2 separate regions of the Zea mays genome follow, and region 1 is linked to region 2. A link is a contact called in public Hi-C data. All regions are on one chromosome and are shown on one strand. The core of a region is the stretch at or near the end of the contact, and the rest is flanking DNA. Distances in the headings are between cores, read along the strand shown. Region 1 has its middle 44 kb from the start of LOC100194143. Region 2 holds the start of LOC103640577 (serine/threonine-protein kinase Nek2).

The links. A called contact is a pair of places that touch in the nucleus more often than the background predicts.
Region 1: a Hi-C map of tassel shows a contact between it and region 2, with 3 times the contacts expected there. The contact joins the enhancer-like site here to the promoter of LOC103640577 in region 2. A contact is called at or near these places in 4 of 25 Hi-C or Micro-C datasets (ear, leaf and tassel).

What each region holds. Positions count from the first base shown.
Region 1 is chr1:174,965,063-174,969,177 of Zm-B73-REFERENCE-NAM-5.0, reverse strand. No RefSeq gene overlaps it. Among protein-coding and RNA genes, the nearest start is that of LOC100194143, 44 kb to the left of the region's middle. Within about 2 kb of position 2,542, at least 9 of the 20 cell types and tissues checked have an H3K27ac peak or open chromatin away from gene starts, as enhancers often do. A contact at or near this core is called in ear and tassel, where this site is marked.
Region 2 is chr1:174,895,329-174,899,437 of Zm-B73-REFERENCE-NAM-5.0, reverse strand. LOC103640577 (serine/threonine-protein kinase Nek2) reads left to right here and starts at 2,557. Exons shown (of 15, transcript XM_008663711.3): 1 at 2,557-2,962; 2 at 3,644-3,792; 3 at 3,929-3,995. The coding sequence starts at 3,707.

The sequences.
Region 1 (4,115 bases), core at 1,293-3,792, 70 kb before region 2:
GTGGGTAGATAATCCATGATTCCATGGGCACCATTTGCTACCGGACACATTTTGTCAAATGCAACCTAAAACAACTCTCCATAAAGATTTTGTTGAGTATCACTTTTTACAAGAGGTCTCGATGAACTGTACTTCGACATCAGCTTCTTTGTCGAGTATTTTTTATCGGGTACTCAGCAAAGACTTTACCGAGTGTCACCTGTTACTTGGTAATTAAAGAAAAGTCGACGTCACGACGCGAAGTGGCGGTGATGGAGCTTTTGCCAAGTTTCTGCTAGACTAGCTCTCGGCAAAAAGGCTTCAGTTGGTCCCTTTTCCATTCTCTTTAACAATCGTGTCAAAATTGGACATATAATAAGTATATATAACGTAGAAACGTAGTAGAAAAGTTTGGTGAAAAAAAAGAAAAAAATATATATTTTGCCGAGTGGTAGAGAGACACTCGAGAAATAACTAATTTGTCGAGTGTTAGACAGAGGACATTCGACAAAGAAGTTGTTTTGCAGAGTGTTAACCCCGTGACACTCGGCATAGTTAACGGCCGTCAACTATAGCCAGCTGCTGATGGCCCTTTGCCGATGTTATAAATGAATACGACACAAAGGGGATCAATCACAGAGAAGACACAGATTTAACGTGGAAAAATCCCTCCAAGGTGAAGGGGAAAAAACCACGGGCGCCGGCCAGCAACTTCTCACTATTTTCGGGTGGTTACAGATCGCAGGAGATTTACAGTTGAGATAATTATCTCCTGCGGCTTACAAAGATATTTATAGAGGTGAAACCCTAAAACGAGTAGGGAAACGATCCGTACCGGGGGGGGCTCCGCCCCCCCCACCCCCGAGGCGTCCCTGGGCCTCCGCTTCGCTCGCCAACTTGGCCGCCTTCTTCAGAATTTGGATCACTAACTCAACAGCTGAGGGTCAAGTTTTGTCGAGAGCTTGACGCTCGGCAAAGCATTCTTTGCCGAGCATCATTTATGCCAAATATTTTGCACTCGATAAAGACGATATATGCCAAGTGTTGTCATGCATCTAAAGTGGCATTCGACAAAGCAAGTTGTGTCATCCTGTCAGCGACAACACATAAGCCACACACTTTCACAACATGTCATCTTATAATAAATCATTTATTCCGCGCAAAACAAGATATGGCAAAATAGTGTCATTTTCTAAATTTCCTTGAAACACACACCTTGTGGCGCGTTTGTTACGACTCTGCGCTTTGCTCCTGCTCTTTGAATATGTGTTTTTTTTGTCTTCAACTGCACTAAAAGAAACCAGAAGGTAGATGAATTAAAAAAGAATAAATGAAGTATATTATTGAGCTTCTTAAGGTAGAGCAAAGCCTAAATCACCACTTGAATGTTGTCATAGAAGCACAAACTAATACATTGAGACCAAACCCTAATATCACCTCATAAGCAAGTAAAACTCAATATAAAGCAAGAACACAACGAACACAATAATTTATCGCGTGGCTCAACTTGCCACAAAGCTGGCCTACATCGACATTGTTGAGAAAGCCAAGGGCTTGGTTTCACAAACCAGTTTGTTCACTTGTTTTTAATCCATACCGGTTTTTACTACAGTGTTTTGTCTCTATGGATTGCAACTGCAACAATCCAAATAGTTGGCTTTAATCCGAGGCGAACGGTCTGTCTATCCTCATTCTCAAGTCAAGAGAGCAAGCTTTTAACATGAGTGTGATTCTTACTCAATTGGGGAGGGCAATTACAAACTTCTAGGGCTACCATATAAGACATCGAGCTCCATGGATGACGCTCTAACCGGATAGGATCAAGGCTCGTGAACCAAGTGTTCTTGGAGTCGAGGAACATATTGGTGACCCCCTTTTCACAGTTTGGCGGCTCAATCTCTAAGGGAATTAAGGTGGAAATATTGAGAGAAGCTTGAGGTGATCTAATAATGGTGTGTGTGTGAGAGAGAGAGAGAGAGTGTGTGTGAAGAGCTTTCTGGTTGAGCATAAAGAGGCTAAGACCATCTCCGGCAGTTTACCCATATTTATACACATATTCAAACTACACTCTATAAACAATGCAATGTACGATGCAAAATGATGTAAAACGATGTTTTTAGTGACCATATATGTGTAACGTACAGTAGTTCACCCATATGGTCACCAAAAATAACTTTTTGTACCGTTGTGCACTGTAGATTGTATTGTTTGTAGACTATAGTTTGAATATGATTAAAATGATGGAGATGGTCTAAGAGGACAGAAAAATGGTAGATATGTCTCTTCCCAACATATATATCAGAATCAAGACCATATAAGTCGTTTTGTTTTTTATTTAGATTTTGCTACGTATATATCTAGACGTAACTTGTCAACAAGTCGTTTCCTCTAACAAGCAAGCAAGAAAAGAAGAAAAAAAAAGACTGATGGAAAAAAGCTGCTACGTAACGTACTCTAGCTGCTGATCGAGCTCCGATGTTTCACTTGGCTTGTTGGCAAGTGTGGCTACTGGCACCCACCTTATTATATTTTATTAGGAACGAGGGGGCCCAGTGCAAAAGGTGGCGGCACCGTCCGTCCGGGACATTGGGGGTGGTACGGTAAATATAGTCAGTGCCGGTGCCAACAGCAATTATCCCGTCTGTCGACCAAAGCCGGGGCAAAAGGTTAAATTACAGCAAAAAGAACTACTATCCTGCATGATTATGCTTATTAGTCTCGGCATTGGCCACAATCAAATCAACTGCAGTCTGTATGCCGGCTTCTCTTCTCGCAGAACACTTCGGTCAACATAAAATCTAGCTAGGTCTTCTGTTTGGCAAAAAAAAAAAGTATTTGCAAACTACAGTTTTAAAATGCCAAAACATACCATAGTTTTTTTACCATAGTATTGAAAACTTTAGCCTGGACCTAAGTTTTTCAAAACTCTGAAAGTACTGTAGCCTCGAAAACAATGTCTTTTAGAGTCTACCAAACACTGTACTTAGAAAACTACACAATATCTCAAATATTATAGTACTAGGTATTCTTAAAAAAGCAGAGAAAATACTCTAATTCCAAACATGCCTCTACTAGTATTCACCTAGATCTAATGTAGAGTAGCTTTACCAGTGAAGGCCCTCCTAAGTTTTAAAACGCGCAAACTATATATATATATATATATATATATATATATATATATATATATATATATATATATATATATATATATATATATATATATATATATATATATATATATATATATATATATATATGGGCTTCAGAAGACCAGGAGTGATGCGTACAATTTTTCATATCACATCCTGATTCATTAGCGACGTCGGTGGTTGCCCAAGAGCGCGCGCGGCGGTGGATCCCGGGCCGGTGGCTGCGGTGGCCGCGGCTCCCTGACCCGAACGCGAGGTGGCGGTGGTTCCTCGATCCAGAGTAGTGGCGGTGGCTCCCCGGCCGATCCAGAGCGCGAGGGACGGTGGGGCCACTGTGTGGGCAAGCGGCGGCGTCCCTGGTGCCCCGAGACGGCGGCACTCCTAAGGCGAGCGAGCAAGCGGCGCCCCTCGACGTGCGAGTAGCAACGACGTCGCACGAGACGCGTGGTTCGAGCAGCGTCACGGAAGGCGCGAGGTGCGCGCAGCGACGATCGCGCGTGACATTCTCCGATCCGGTGCAGTTCGGGCGGACCGAGTGACGACCTCCATCTGTGCTTGTGTCGTCGACGACGTCCTCCGGTGACTACCTCCTCTGATTCGTGTTGTCTTTCGATTATTGTGTTTTATTCCTATCACATGCACTATTTACGCTAAAAATTGTACAATTCTATACTTAAACACGGAGTTTATATATCAGTTTACTGCATGCATATTTTTTGCATGCACATTGGAAAGGAAATTCCTTGATTTATGGTGTCCGTAATTACCATAAAAATCAAATCAAATCATTTATGTTCGTAACTGCCAGATTTTTACGTCTACCATAAAACTGTCCCTAATTTCCGCTGGCGTTCTTAGTTGGACCGATATTAGTTTTTTATCAATTATGTTACACAGTCTAAGTATTTATGCAACATTGTATAGGAATTTACAATCTGTGACTCATGTCATCCAATTTTTTGCGCGCGTGCATTCGAAAGAAATATA
Region 2 (4,109 bases), core at 1,308-3,807:
CTGCATTAAGGCGGAGCTTGTGGGATGGGCTCATAGTGTCAGCACGGAAGGTGAAGCCTTGTTAGCATCAAGCGCCAACATTAGGTTATTAATAGACTAGTATAGATTTTTTACTTAATAATTTATTTTGCTTTGTTTTATGTATCATCAGCTACTAGGTTGGTAGGCAATGACTAGTATACAAGTAATTATTAGGTGTAAATGTACAAGCGAGTCTCTTAGTCCATTAGATCTGGATATCGATATAACTGTAGATACTATCGTAGTTTGTTAGTTTTTTTATATAAAGTTATATTGGTTGTAGAAGAGTTTAAGTGCTAAATACGACATGTGGTTGTTGCCAGGTTTGTTGGTTTGTAATATGTAATAATTAAATGCGTACTTGGAAACACGTAGGCAGGAATTATATTTATTTATCTAAAAAAAGCTAGCATGGGATAATCTAATGCTTAGCCAACTTTATGCAATACAATTCGGTGCGTGCGAAAGCGTTTTTTTTCGGTTTCATATGAGGGATGACGACGACGCGTCAAGCGTTGGAGGTTAGCCTGTTCCTGGTTGAACACCAGGTCATTTTCCAGGATGCTCTCTTTTCAGGGCAAATTTCCAGGGTGACAGCGACTTAACCACCCTTCCTGCCTGCTGTAATCTCGAAAACAAGCACCCACGAACACACAGATTCGGCTGCAAAGAAACATGCTTACGAAGCAGCTTCTATATATTTACCCTGTAGAAATCTTTTATGGACATTTATGCTATGTTTGGGAGACAGAGTAACGGAGAGGACCGAGGGGACAAGAATCCATCGCTATTTTAAAGAGTGAGAGATTTTAGCCCCTGAGCATCCTTCATTATTCTTGCTTTCAAACAAGTATTTAAGATATGTAGACATATATTAAGGTCTTGTTCGGTTATTTCCAATACATATGGATTGAATGTGATTGAAAAAAAACTAAAAAAAGTTTGACTTGTTTGAGATTCAAACCCTCCAATCCCACTCAATCCACATGGATCGAGAGCTAACCGAACAAGCCCTAAAATAGATTTGGAGAATCTTCAACAGTGTCTTAAATCAATGTCATATCTTAAAATATAAAGCTCAACTCATAAAAACAACTTCAGCAGTGTTCTATTTTATAAACTTTTTCTAAAAAAATGTAGGGCACTCTATTAAGTGACCTAAATATACTACACCACCCCAGACTATGCCATATATTTGTTTTCTACATCACTCCCAACATTTTCTTTCCCAGTAATGTAATTCACTTTTAAAAGTACATGATTTAGAGCTTAATTGTTGGAGCGCAATTTGTGTTTTAGTGCCCTAAACACTTTAAATGATGTAGTATTTTAATTTTTAGGGTATTATTTTGAGTCACCTTGTTGGAGATGCTCTTACAGATATAGACATCGTTAATTATAGTATTACTAGTACAATGTCCGTTGCGATGGGCCCACTAAACCAGTGTGGTGATGAACCATATCCACAAAAAATGCTCAAAACCATAAATTTAATATTAAAGTGGATATATAATACACATATCACATAAGAAAGATATGATTTTTTTTAAAAAAATCTAACCTTTTTTTTGTATAGCTTGTTGGGTCGCTCGTAAAACCATTCGTATAACAATCAGTAAGTTGCGTGCCAAAAGAAAGAAAAGACATGTATATATGTATGTACTGTGCAGCTTGAAAGGTTTGCATTTGCCACTCACTCTTGTAAACTGCTCTTTAATCAAATATATATATTTCTTAACAAAAAGAAGTCACTTCACAATCACAAGTTAGTAATAAATTAGCATGCATGCATGCACAGAGCTAGTGGAATAGTTGAACCGAGTGCTGCCTCCCTTTTTCCTTGGTGATTTTCAAATAGTAGTGGTGTGTCATGTATACGTCATTAAACAACTCTTCTTTTTTTTTTAAAAAAACAAGTGGTACGGTGTATAGTATGCAGCTTATTATAAAGCGTGAGGCCCGCACTATCTATTTATTTATTTAGTTATATAAGTATGCAGCCTACACTAAGTACTAGCATCTATAAAAAAACAAAGGTTAGGGCATCTCGAAAAGCCTGTCTAAATTTCACTCTATTTCGAGTCATTGATATAAAAATTATTTTTATATCTTTTCAATCTTCAGCAACTTTTCTATATATCTAACACTAAGTAATGAGTATATTAAATGTCACAAAAAAATAAGTACATTCCTGCAAGAATTCAAACAAGGAGCGATATATAGGTCGGCTAAATAACTTGTCACTTTCCAGTTTCTAGCATTATCTATCTAACACTAGGGCTTCTCTGAAGCAGATGATACTCATGTGATTAGCGATACAATCATGCTCTCCGTAGCGCGCATTAGCTCGTTTAGTATATTCATCTGATGGACTCTTTTTGTTCTCACATCAAATCGGATGCAAATCCAAAAGCAACAGCAGGAAAAAAAAACGAGAATGAGAAAGAAAGAGAGAATATGATAAAAGAAAAAGGACCAATTTGACCACATCATGTGGGCCCCACACAACCCCGTCTCTCTCTCTCTCCTCACTCATCACTCTTCTTCAGTCAGAGCAGAGCCATCACGGCATCCTCGCTCCCTCCCCTCCCTCCCTTCCTCCTTTCCCACCCTTCTCTCTCTCTAGCCGCCGTGCTCTCCTTTTCTATCTCCACGGCAGGCTTCTCCCTCCCTCCCCCTCATCCCCATTGCCTTTGGGAGGCTATATAGGGCGGGACTGGACTGGATTGGATTGGAAAGGGAGCTCCCGGCGAGTTTGAACCCACCCCACCCCACTTTTCTCGCCTCGTCCCCTCGCGCTTCCCGCCGCCGACGCCGCGTCTATCTGGTCTAGGACCAAATGCCGCGAGATCTTCGCGCGTGACGCCGTCCCCCCCGCCGGAGCCGCCCTCCGAGCTCCGGGCCACGGAGCGCTTCGTCCCGGATCTCTCTGGTGGCTCAGGTGAGCTCGCTCGCTCTTGCAACTTGCAAGTGGGCCGGAGCTCCTGGCTCAGGCTCCACCGCTTCAGTTCCAGGCTCTGGAAATCGCAATGCTACTCTACCTCGCTCGCCCTCGAGTGGCTTAGGTGTGTGCGTTTTTGGAGCTGGTGACTCCCGCTCTGCCAACAAAAGAAAAGAAAAGCTGCTTGGATTCGGAGATCATACATTCCGAACATTTCTCGACGCTGCACACTGGAGCTGGCATTTCGGATTCAGCCAATCACTCCCACTGTCAGCGTATTCTTCCAGTGAGGGGTTGGTAGGAGCTGGGGCCGATTTCCTCCCCTCCCCTTCTACCACGACGCGCTCCTGACGCCGACATCTCGGCTCGCAGCTCATTCTTCTCTCTAGCCACCCCCCCCCCCCCCCCCCCCCCCTTCGGTCTTCATAAGCGGGTTTAGGGGCTTGTCGGCAGGTTTTGTCACCGAGCGCTTTGGCATCCGTAATTTCAGGCCGCTTGTCCTTTCTTGCGTTTTCCTTCCTTCCCTTTCGTTTCCGAAACCCCGCACCTTCCCCATTTCATTTCCCCCGCAGAGTAGTAGTTTTTTACTGGAATTTGTACCGGAACCAGGGCTTAATGGATGCTGTTTGCTTGTTAGTTCAGCTTCACCAATTTCTCAACAGTGTGTTTGTTCTTCTCCAGGACAGTAGAAAGGAAAGGAGAAAAGCTTGTTGTGTCTGTGTGTGAGCTGCAGACCCCGAGAGGATGGATCAGTATGAGGTGCTGGAGCAGATTGGGAAAGGAGCATTTGGTTCTGCACTCTTGGTGAGGCACAAGGCCGAGAAGAAGAAGTGAGGCTCACCTGCTCTGTTTATTACTCCGTTCTTTTTTTTTATTTGTCGCGGTTTACAGGAGATAGTACTATTTTTTAATATACAGGCTGAGCTTTTGTTCAGTAGTTTTCACCGCGCTGAATCTGTCTCGCAGGTATGTGCTCAAGAAGATACGGCTCGCGCGGCAGACCGACCGCACACGCCGGTCTGCCCACCAGGAGGTTAGCATCTTCAGCTTCATCCATGCCACCTTTTTCCGGCGTTTGGTACATCGGCAGGATTCCTAGGAATGAAAGGCCCTTTTTTTTCACCAGGCTTGGGTTTTGATGCCATTC